Linked DNA regions of Sus scrofa: region 1 is linked to region 2. Evidence: chromatin contacts called from public Hi-C data. All regions are on one chromosome and are shown on one strand. Each heading gives the region's core, a stretch centred on a gene start, on an enhancer-like site or on the middle of the called end of the contact. The rest is flanking DNA. Distances are from core to core; before and after follow the strand shown.

Region 1 (6,275 bases), core at 1,020-3,519, 380 kb after region 2:
AATTGTTTGATTTAAAGAGATGTTATGCAGGATTTCATGATGATATCCTGTGATGATAAATCAGGCAGTTTGTGAATCCATATGATTAGTGATATTGGATGAGACATTGTAAACAGGAAAGGGGAAAGGGCAACTCTTTTTTTTTTTAATTCTTACTGATTTTTATTTTTTCCATTATAGTTGGTTTACAGTGTTCTGTCAATCTTCTACTGTACAGCAAGGTGACCTTGTCACATACATATACATTATTTTTCTCACATTATCCTCCATCATGCTCCATCACAAGTGACTAGATATAGTTCCCATTGCTATACAGCAGGATCTCATGGTTTATCCATTCCAAGTGCAATATTTTGCATCTGTTAACCCCAGATTCCCAGTCCATCCCACTCTCTCCCCCTCTCCCTTGGCAACCACAAGTCTGTTCTCCAAGTCTGTGAGTTTTTTTCTTATGGAAAGGTTCATTTGTGCCATACATTAGATTTCAGATATAAGTGATACCATATGGTATTTGGCTTTCTTTTTCTGACTTACTTCACTTAGTATGAGAAACTCTAGTTCCATCCATGTTGCTGCAAGTGGCATTATTTTGTTCTTTTCTATGGCTGAGTAGTATTCCACTGGGTACATATACCACATCATATCTTCTTAATCCATTCATCTGTCGATGGACATTTAGGTTGTTTCCATGTCTTGGCTTTTCTGAATAATGCTGCAGTCAACATATGGGTGCATATATCTTTTTCAAGGAAAATTTTTTCTGGATATATGCCAAAGAGTGGGATTGCTGGGTCACATGGTAGTTCTATATTTAGTTTTCTGAGGTACCTCCATACTGTTTACAGTAGTAGTTGTACTCTTAACTGAAATGTGTATCAGTAACAAGAAAAACAAAGTTTACTCAGTCCCATTCCAGATAAAATCACATATAACGTATTTAATATCAAGTTGTTAAATGTCTTTTTGAAGAGTGATAGTATTGAAGACTCAGCATTAGACAGTTTCCAATGGCACCAATGGCAGTAGCTATGTCACACTTGATGAGAAAGAGCCATGTTTTTAGGCCCATGTATATCCCTTCTCTCTCTGCTACCTGGCTGCCACATTTATGATCCCTTTTTTTTTTTTTTTTTTTTTTTTTTTTTGTCTTTTTGCTATTTCTTTGGGCCGCTCCTGTGGCATATGGAGGTTCCCAGGCTAGGAGTCGAATCGGAGCTGTAGCCACTGGCCTACGCCAGAGCCACAGCAACGCAGGATCTGAGCCGCGTCTGCAACCTACACCATAGCTCACGGCAACGCTGGATCCTTAACCCACTGAGCAAGGGCAGGGACCGAACCTGCAACCTCATGGTTCCTAGTCGGATTCGTTAACCACTGCGCCACGACGGGAACTCCCCTGATCCCATTTTTTTAAGCACTACAGTTGCTACAGAAAAGGCTGATGACCTACATTCCCCTAGCTACCCAGTTGTTGAGCACTTTCTCTATAATGAATGTTATCTAGTGGTAATTGATATGAGACAGAGATCTGCTCATTTCATGAAAACTCCCAGAAGTCCATGCTCATGCTTCCCTGAGGAAATTCTTCCAGTTCTGCTTCTTCAAGGGTATTGGCCAACATTAGCCAAGCCATCTGCCACTATACAGGAATCTGAGTCTTTTCTTATCTATCTCCCTTACACCAAGTTGATGACCAGGTGTTCTTTGCCTCACGATCCATCCACACCCATTTCCTGGCATGTTTTCCCAGTATATGCTGGTTCGTATTAGACAGATCTTACATCTCTTTTGCTGAATATCCTCTTTTTCTGTTTTCCTGGAACAGAGACTATTTTTCCAGGTTGGCCATGTTGAGACCTGATCTATTTGTTGCCTATGGCCATGAGGGCAGATGACATCAGATCTTGAAGATAGCAGACATCAGATCTTGAAGATAGCAAGCATCATTTTTTATTGTCTCTAGGAATGAAGAAACTACTTCCCTTTAAGGGGATGAGATTACTTTTGCCTATCCAGAGAGTAGAGCAGAATCTGGCAGTTAGTGTTTTCAGTCACATCAATTTAGGTGTCCCCCATTCATAGTTAGGTTCCCATTCTTTGCCTATCAGTACCCTGACTTTTGCGTAGAAGACTGCCATGGCTGTGAATGCAGGCTCCTTTATAATTATGTACTTTTAAAAGCAAATACTGTGACTGTTTCTAGCACATGTTGACCTAGATTCTCTTTATTGGCTGCTTTGTAAGTCATCTGGCTGTCACCCTTTGCCCTTGATGGATAGTTAGCTGACATGAGGTGGTCACTTTCTTCAACGAATGTAACAACTAATCAACTCCAGGACCTTAAGATTGCAGTTGTCAGCATACTTTGCAAATTCTAGGTGCCTCCCCTTTATTCAGTATTGTGTTCCGGTCACTGCAGATGAAAATCTTAACAGTTATGATATTGTAACCTCTGAGGGGTTTTCTTTACTCAAGTTATCACTGATGGACAGTTGCCAGCGGATTCCTTGTGGCCACATGGCTGGTGAATGATTTAGTTCTGGAATCTCTTCCAGAGGATCTGTTTCCTAAGACTTCTGCTGGTATTACTGCCAAAACTTGCCCTCTGTCAACCAGTGCCTAATAGAAATGTGGAGACAGAGTTTTGGGTGAAGAAGAAAAAAAATAGCTTTTATTGCTTTGCCAGGCAAATGAGACCCCAGGAGGCTAATGCCTTAAAGACTGCGACCCCCATTAGGAAGAATTGTGGGGAATTTTATAGTAAACAGGAAAAAAGCAGGATTCTGGATAAGAGTCAGGGTTGAGGGCAAATATGCATTCTTTCTTTGGGGGAATCTTAGTCATCAAACCTGGTGTCAGGAAATCTCTGCATGATCATGATGGTGGACTTCTGGATTATTGTGAAAAGGGCATATTGATCAGAGATTAGAATGGACTAGGAAGTTCCTAAAACCAGCATGTGCTGATAATCTTTAACTCACAAGCAATTGTACTCAGGGTGCCTAATCTTTAGCTTACAGGTGATTATGTTTAGGGTCCAATTAAGCCAGGGAGAAGGACAAAAAAGGGCTCTAAGCTGATCAGTGTTACTCATTTCTAAAAGAAGCATAAGGAACATAACTTTTCTCTTAAGTATATAGATGCCTATATTATTATGTGTATCCATTAAGATGGAACCAGGATCCTGCCCCAAGGCTTACTATTGTTTCTTGACCTGTTTGTTCCTCCATTGACTGCATCCCCTTCTTTCCCCGATCAGCAGCTTGGAACTCAGGGAAGGCCATGGAGGCTGAATGAGGACTATTTCCTAAAAATAAGAAATGGGATACACAGAAAGGCTTTTATGCCCAGGAACCCCACAGGGCCCTGCTCGGTTATAGTATCAATTTACATGTTCCTTCCCCTGAAATAGTTTATGAGACCAGGATTCAAGTACAAATGGCTTATTGGGAAAGTAATTCTAAGAAAGATTTAGAGAAATGTGAGAAGAAAAACAAAGACCCAAACTAATAAACAATGGATTGTCAAACAGGTTACCACTCTGAGTGATTAGATCTTAATCCTCTATGCAGTTCTGAAAACCAGTGTAGATTGCATGAATTGAGATTATTCTTTCCAAGGAGACAGTGTGCTGGAGTATTTAAAGTTAATGACTGCTTCCAAGGGACATTAATTACCCTGGTTTTCCCCAGGCCACCATATGCACAAGCAGAAGGCTCCCAGAAACCTCGGGCAGTTAAATTGGGGCTGACATGTATGGAAAGATGGATGGGGCACTGGTAGCATCTGCCACAGTTAGAAACTGGACAATGCTATTAAAAGTATATTTTAAAAGATTTTATGACTAAGCAGTAGAAATGGCTTTGAATGAATTTTGTTTTCATCATTTAGCCAGCAAATAATGATCCTTTTATAAATTTATTTAATTCCTTTGTCATGAGTCTTTTGCTCTTATTGTTAATGGTGGTTGCATTGTCTCTCCAGTTCTTATATGTGCTCAGCAAAGAATTGAGGTGAAAAAAAAGTGAAAATGTTACGGCTATGTTGCATGCATTAGAAAGCACAAGCAAGTTTATTAAAGCTCTCAGAGGGAGAGCAGGCACCCTGTGAATAGGGACTGGACCCACTTTACAGTTGGATTTCCCTATAAAGGCCCATGCTTTCGACCAGAGTGAAGACCTTTTTTTTTCCCTGCCTAGGCCTACTGTGTGTGTGTGAGGGTTGGTTGTTGATTGGTCTCAAGTGTGTGCCTCATGTGCATGGGCATATTTGATTTTCTGGTTGGTCTCGTGATACACCTGCTGACCTGCTGATTGGTTGGGGAAAGAGGGGTCTTATGATACATTTACTGGTAGGTTGGGCGTGTATATTGCCCCTGAGGGGTAAGGAATGGGCCACATATTTTCCTAGCAGGGAGTAGCAAGGAGTAGGCCTGATTCTCATGCTGGGAAAAGGGGCATTACAGTGAGATGGGCAGGGTGATGATGAGGATCTGATAATTTTTGTCTTGACCAGAGGCTTTGAGTTCAGTCTCCTTGAAGGGGACCTGAAGCCAAGCACTATCAAACCTCATTGATTATTACTTAATAATATAATATTATTATTTATATAATATTTATATAATATTATTTATAATATTATTTAAATAATATTATTATTTATATAATATTTAATTTTAATATTTAATGTCAATACCTGAAAATGATATATTTTAAGAGAATTGATTGTTATACAACATTTTGGGGAAAGAAAAGCAAAATCATATTTTTGTCTTTGACAGGCTTTTCTCATTAAATAGAAATGTAACAATTTAATGATATAATGATTCTAAGAAAAATACCTTCTAATATGGTTATAATCTCCTGGAGTGTCTGTGTGTAGGCACACAGATCTCTGTGTATTTTTTTTTTTTCCTGTTTTCTCTCTGAAACTGCTTGAAAATCTAGGAAAGAGACAGTATAATGTTTGACTTTTCTAACTTCAAGGAAGCATAATAATAAGGCATTGAGGAAATTGGGTAGTGATTCTCTAATGAACTTGGGCAGTAATCTTCCCACAAAGTGTTCATGCATTTCTCTTTATCCCCATACCTGAGATCATGCCTATCATCCAGAGTTATGACACAGTGTGTATGAACATTTTTCCAATACTGCCTGGAACCACCACACAGAAGAGTTAAGCAGCTTCTCACTTGTAGGTTTATATATCTGGGTTTCTTTCTTTTTTTTTTTTTTTTTGAGTGGTAATTTTTATGCTTTAATCACATATAAGATGTCAGAACAGATGTTGCATCATTTCCTAGTGTTTCTGTTATCTCCAAGCCTGTTCTTTGTTACAGAAGGGAAGCCTGCTGTTAGGCGAAGCTTAAATTCAAGCATAACATAGCTGTTTTCCCACTAATCCAGTTATGTGCTTTGATGGAAGTAAGTGGTAGATGATAAGAGCGGCAATTCAATCACAGCATGTTCTGATTTACAGGCAAAATTTCAAATATTGACACAGAGAGTAGGATTTGTTTATGAAAGAGAGAAAGTTTGACAGTTTAGGAGTAAAATACTGCAAGCCAGTGAAGGATGAAAGGAAAACATGCTGATTGTGGGCAGTATGTGAGTGAACACCTGAAGAAGATGGTCTTGTACAGTTTCAATACAATCACATATCCTTTTATTTAAGAACTAGGCACAAATGTTATGATTCCATTAATAACCTTTGAGTCACTTTTCTTGTGAGAAGCTTTCCTAATTTGGTGTCATTATAAAATGCTATCTTTGATTATTCCTCAGAAAGAAATAATCAAAATATAATTCCTTACCTTTGCTATAAGATGTAGGAGATAACTTAAAAACCAAAAAAAAAACAACAACAAAAAACCTCTATTCCTGGAAATTTCCTTATGCCACAGACAGGCCAAAAATTTAAAAATAAACTCTACCCTTTATCCCAACTCTAGTTAACTATACAACAACTCTATAAGTATAAAATGAGAAGTAAGGACGCATAGCCACGTAGGAGGCTGGGAAGGGATGATCATGATTAAATGATCTGGTGACCTGAGTAAGGCTCACCTCTGGTTAAGCGCCCTACTTCCCATTCTCAGACAATCCTGCCTCTTAGAACTGTATAGGGATAATGCACCATCTTTGAAACCACTAGCTGCAGGAGCTTATGCAAGTTACTTAAGGCTTACAAATCTGTTTCCTCCTCTTTGAAAGGGACAAATCTCCTGTTTAACTTGCCAACATGTTGAGCACCAAATGGAATAACACATGTAAAGT
Region 2 (6,136 bases), core at 3,164-5,663:
GTGGAAACAACATTTTGTTAAAAGGCATCGAGTTCTCATTTCTTACCAGTTTTGAAGTTTATTCCCATTTTGGTTATTATTCATTTCTATAACTTAAATTCATATGATCTTAGAATTTCCCAATGATATGACATAACTAAAACTCCTATTGTCTGAATTAATGAACCATATAGATTTTTATGCCATGTCTAGTGTATATAATATTGCTCCAGGTGTCAAAATAATGGATTTTTTTAAACTCAGTTTTCACATTTGCTTTTGATATTCAATAAAAGTTATATTAGTATATATTTCATTATATTAGTATTATTTAATTGATTTTATAAACTTAATAAAAGTTATTATATTTTGATTCTTTGCCTTTCTTTTCTTTTCTATGTAAGAGTAATTTTGATGACACTAAAAAGTGTCCATATGATAACATGATACTGAGACAGATTGCTACTGTGAAAAAAAAAATGGATTAAATAGATGTAGATTCTGCTTCTGACTGCCTCTTAAGGGATATCAAGCAAATAACTTTTTAAGCTTCAGTTTCTTGACATAAAAACTGAAGGTAATTCTAACTATGGTAATCCCATCACCGAGTTTTCAAAAAAAAAAAAAAAGACTATTAGATGACATTTTGCAAATTGGAAAAAATGCAACTGTGTGTTCACTATCATTGCTTTGGCTGGTGTTGCCTCAAAGTTAGTGATCAAAAAATATGTTATCAGAAGATGAAAAAGGAGCACATGACAGCTTATAATAAGTATATAGTATAAGGAAAAAAATTTAAAGTTACTATTTAATGTAAATTCTATTTTAAAAGCTTGAATATATTTTTGACAAAAAAAAAAAAAAAAACTAAAGAAACAGGTCATGATTTAGTTCTGCACGCTCTTACAGTCCATGACAGAGTGTAGAAGGAAGTAAGATTTGAAAAATGTTGGAGCCAGATTATGGAGAGTTTTGAGTGTCTAAGTCATTTGTCTTCCATCTAAGAGAATATTTTACTCACTGAATATTTTCTAATGGAATAATAATAAAAGACCTATAATTTAAGAACAGTAGTTCTGCTTAAGACAGACTGGTAGGTAACAGTTGAGAAGAAAGCCAAGTATAAAAGAGTAGGTAACAGAGAGAATGCTTGAATGTATTTGCAATAAACAGTTTTAACTTTTAGAAATTTGTTTCAAACTTGAAAAAAAATTAATGGTGGTAGGTAAGTTTAAAAGGGGGTGAATTTGAACAGTGCATATTCAAGTAATTTAAAAGCAGGTTGTCTAGAGCAGTTAAATGATCTACTAAGATCCTACTAAAATTGTAAATAGGTTTGCTAAAATAACTTCCTAATCCTAATTTTAGTGAACTTCTGTGATCATTTAATTGTGAGTAAGCACTTATGTAGATTTCTATAAGTGAAAAACAATGTTCTGAGTAAGTGCTATATATTTATCCATTTATCAGTACTTTAGAAATTTGATTAACCATAATTTAACAATATGTAGAGATTAATCCTTACTGACTTCAATACAGCAATCGTTCGTAATGTCAAAAAGATTAAAATGCAAATATGAAGACACACACATACAATCACTTAGTGGTAATGCTGTGGAAGGTTTTGTTTATTGGTACTATAATGGCATAAAACCAACATGAATGAAATCACAGCAGCTAAGAAGGGAGTTAGAGTATAGAAATAGAAGCAATGGCTCAAGATTGCCCTAGAGAAAGCCAGAAGAACAGTATTAAGGCATTTTTCCCTTATATTTGGTTATGAAGAAATGATAGGCTGGCAAGATTATCTTGGAATGAGGCACCAAAATACAGTCAGGAAAGCAAAATTGACAAGACCAACAAGTCAGGATGAGCGAGCCTTTGAATTAAATGTACAGTAACACAAGATAGAACGCTGCACTATTTGTCATAGCTTTTAGGATGTAAGGATAATTTATGATGATCTTACAGAGACTAACTTTAATTGGTTAATGCTTCATGAGAAATCCATTTTGGTATGTCTCTTCATGAGTAATGAAACCTCATCTAAGTTTAGCTGTGCCGTGAAACTGAATCTCGCTTATTAATAATAAGCGGGTATTGGCAAGTTAAGGAATAAGCATGTTGATATATTTAGTCTCTCTTAGGTTTAATGTGACAATTTATTCTGCCTATTTTTTAGAAGATTGGCTGATTAAACAAATCAGGCTAAATTCAAGTATATGTTGGTTTAAATAAAAAAAAAAACTTTGTTTACTAATGGTTTCCTAACTATACACATTCAGGTACATTTAAAAGTCTTATGAACCTAGGAACACCGGAGATGATCTTAACTAGCAATAGGATATAATGCTGATACTAATTTAAAGAAAAAATGTCTCTGTCATAACAGCTGTTAAATGCTGTGCTTGGACTCTCTGTGCAGTTGCTTCTCATTTAAACATAGAAATGACTGATGTGTATAAAAATAGTTCTCACTGTTTAGCTGGCAGTGGATAAACTTCCTAGTTACCAGCCAAATACCGAGAACTTGCTAGATAATATTTCTGTTACTGATTAGATGGTGTTGCTTTCCAGCTCGGAGGTAAGAGTAAAATTCGCAGCCCATTGGAGGTGATTTAAAATGAAATTCTCAAGGTTGGTTAGAGAAAGAAATCAATCATGCTTAAAGCCAAGCTGCTCCACAAACAGAGATGTAAACAAGATTACACATAAAAGGAAAAAATGATGTGGAAGCTTCTTGGCGTGATTTTTAGTAGATTCAAAGAGGAATTATAATCAACTTTGGGACACTAAATTAAAAAAAGATTGTTATTGCACTTAAGAGAAAAATATGAATTTTAAATTAGTAATTTCCCTGCAAAAACAATTACATATAGACACTAGACTCAATGTAAATTGATTCAGTCTGTTAAAGTCTTGTGGTATCTCTAGTTAGTAAAGCATTCTTACTCTGTGTCTATATATATATATGCCTTAAAACATGTTGGAAAAAATTTTGTTTATCAAGCACCTAAGTTTTTATCCTAAATAATCATAAATTTTATATGCTTTCTTAACCAAACAGTCCAGGGAACTAATTAAAGGAATAGATAGATGTTGCCATGCTGGTAACAATGCCCAGTGTCTCTTATGTGTTGATGATGTGCTTGTAAGATCTGTGAACTCTTAGCCAATAGTGTTTTTTTAAGCAGAATTATGAAATTCCAGATTGGGTTGGTTGGTTGTTTTTTAAGTAGAACTTGCTGGCAATAGCAAACCATAGGAGACTGGGGAGCCTCAGCTATAAACTCATCCTTTTTTTTTCCCCCCTCACTTCCCTGCTGCATTATTTCCCTCTTCAGAATACATTGTTTTGCAAAACATTGCTCCTTCTTGGCACTAAGGAATTAACGGTGGAACAGAGAACAAGTATATAAAGCACTATGGAAGGGCAAATTACCTGACAATCAGAAGTCTAAGTTCATTCCTTTGTTATAACTAACAAAAGGAAGTTCTTTAGCATGTCTTGTGTTTTTGTTTCTTCATATCCAAAAGTAAGAGTTAGAAATTATGCTCTCTGAGGTTCTTCTAGTTCTGTAATTTATTATCCTCAGTATGTGAGGAAGGATAAAATAAATCACCATATATTATTGAAGGGATATTTGTTACAACAGAATGGCAGAATTTTTTTTCCTTCTTCACAGAAACTGTGTCAATTTCAAAACATAGTTTCATTTCTATTTCAAGGAAAAAAGTAGAATATAAACTCCCAAAGTTGGTAGACTCTATGGAAAGTTTTAGAAATCCTATTATATTATACACCCCACATCTGTTCAAGATACCTCATTTTACCAAATGTTTGCAACTAACAGCTCTTTTTCTAGTGGAAATAGCCTTTTCATCAAGGCTTGAATGTACAGTTTTTGTAAGTTGTCATAGAGCAAAAACTCTATGTAATGAGAGAATTATTGGAGGCTAAATATTAAAAGCTAGAAAGAAATCATTGTTTCTAAGATCTGCTTAGATCACCAGAGTACCTATACATCTGAAGTAGGTTTGGAAATACTATCATACTTGCAAGAACAAGTTGGCCTGCTACAGTTTCATGGTTGCTAACAAGAGACATGAAACTTCTAGTTCAAAGACAGAGGACTTTATTCCTTGTATGAATGGATATGAGAGTATTAGCATTGAAACCTGGGCCCCAATTCTGACAGGGAGACTTGAAGAGGGGCAGATGTTACATGTACACACAGTGGGTTACATTATTGGAGAGATGTTCTGAGTTTAAGGAACAGGTCCTTTAAAATCGACATTAAGATGTCCCTGGGTAACAATCCCGACTAGTATCCATGAGGATGCAGGTTTGATCCCTGGCATTGCTCAGTGGGTTAAGTATCTGGCCTTGCTGTGAGCTGTGGTATAAGTTGCAGATGTGGCTCGAGTCCCACATTCCTGTGGCTATGGTGCAGGCCAGCAGCTGCAACTCTGATTCAACCCCTAGAACAGTAACTTCCATATGTCATGAGTGTGGCCCTAAAAAGACAAAAAAATAAACCACAGAAACTCTGACTGACCTTTGCCTCAATAGGAGACATTATATATATTTACATATACCAGTGAACCAGCTTTCTGTTCCCAAGGGATAAACTATCTTCAATTTTAAAGATTATTCCCTCTACACACAAAACATCCCTGGGAAGACAGTCACCAACTGTCAATTTGACTTCTGGCAGGATGGACAGAAATCCAAGAGATCTGTGGGAAATGACTCCCAACAATATATTAAATCAAGCTGTATCAGAGTGGCTAATCATTAGGCCATGTACATCAAAAATCTTTATTCTGTTACACTAAAACTGTTTACATTTAGAGGGCAATCATAATTGGCTTGGGGACAATGGTGAGATAGAAAATAAGACAAATCAGAATATCATTTTTTTTTTATATTTTCCCACTGTACAGCAAGGGGGTCAGGTTATCCTTACATGTATACATTACAATTACATTTTTCCCCCAGCCTTTCTTCTGTTGCAACATGAGTATCTAGACAAAGTTCTCAATGCTATTCCAGAACATCATTTTAACTCAACTCTTGATCTAAAGTTGACTATGTTAAAGGCTATTATCAAAGTCAAGAACAATCAACAACTGGCAACCATGAGTCAGTACAAAGTCTTTGACTGCACATTCTACAGCACTGACCAAGTTGACTACCTCTCAGTCCTGAAGCACCTCTTTCTATGGTTTCCAAGATGCCACATCTTGATTTTTCTCTTACCTTATTGGTAGCTCCTCCCTAAGTGACTTTGCTAAACTTTATTCTTCTAACAAAACTGTACATTTAGTGTGCCCTTGGATGAAGTTGTTAGCCCTCTTCTCTATCTAACTTTTTTCTAGGTGATCTCATCAGTCTCCAAATTAAAATCTCCTTTTGAGAACCCTGTCCAGATCTCTAGGCTCACATATCAATGCTCTATTTATAATTTCTACTGGGATGTAGTCAGCATGTCAAACTCAACACATCCAAAAGAGTTATGCCCAGCTCAACAAGACCAGTTTCTCCCTAAGAATTCCCCAGAAATATCAACTCATTTGCTCAGGCCTCAAACTTGGAAGTCATTTTGGTTTCTCTCTTTTCCATGTCCTTGGTAAACAGTCCATTAGGAGGTGATGTCATCATTTTCCTAAAGTAAACCTGACATCTCATTCCTTCTCACCATCTTTAATACAGGTTATCATACCAGCTATTATCATTTTTTACTTGTTCTATTACATTAGCTTTTTAAATGCTTTTACTCTTGCCTCAGTATAATCCATTCATGTATAGCAACCAGAATGACTATTTTAAAATGGCTTACAACTTTCCCAGGCTTAAAAACCTCTCAATAACTTCCAATTATCAATAGAAATAAAACCAATCCTTCTGGTGACCTACAAGACCCTGTTGCTCATTTCTTAGTCCTCTTCTTGTTCACTCTCCCCCATGTTCTCTTAACTCGGTCACACTGTTTCTCATGTGGTCCTCAAGCACATGACACTTTTCCCCATCTAGGTCCATTTCACTTGTTCTTCACTTTGCCTGGACTACTCTACCCTCAGATTTGTACATGACTGTGTCTTTCTCATCAGTCAGGTCTTAGTTCAATTTCATCTCAGGTTTCTTGGAGCTCCC

Evidence for each region. Hi-C and Micro-C count contacts between places; a contact is called where the count stands out from the background.
Region 1: a contact with region 2 is called in a Hi-C map of skeletal muscle, with 3 times the contacts expected there. The contact joins two enhancer-like sites. A contact is called at or near these places in 7 of 47 Hi-C or Micro-C datasets (embryonic fibroblasts, fetal heart ventricle, heart right ventricle and 3 more) and 1 of 2 datasets of contacts at active chromatin or transcription factors (skeletal muscle).

Annotation. Positions count from the first base shown.
Region 1 is chr9:98,129,557-98,135,831 of Sscrofa11.1, forward strand. All of the region lies in intron 10 of CACNA2D1 (calcium voltage-gated channel auxiliary subunit alpha2delta 1), which reads left to right. Among named protein-coding and RNA genes, the nearest start is that of HGF, 310 kb to the right of the region's middle. Within about 2 kb of position 2,270, at least 2 of the 83 cell types and tissues checked have an H3K27ac peak or open chromatin away from gene starts, as enhancers often do. A contact at or near this core is called in skeletal muscle, where this site is marked.
Region 2 is chr9:97,746,533-97,752,668 of Sscrofa11.1, forward strand. No RefSeq gene overlaps it. Among named protein-coding and RNA genes, the nearest start is that of CACNA2D1, 32 kb to the right of the region's middle. Within about 2 kb of position 4,414, at least 3 of the 83 cell types and tissues checked have an H3K27ac peak or open chromatin away from gene starts, as enhancers often do. A contact at or near this core is called in skeletal muscle, where this site is marked.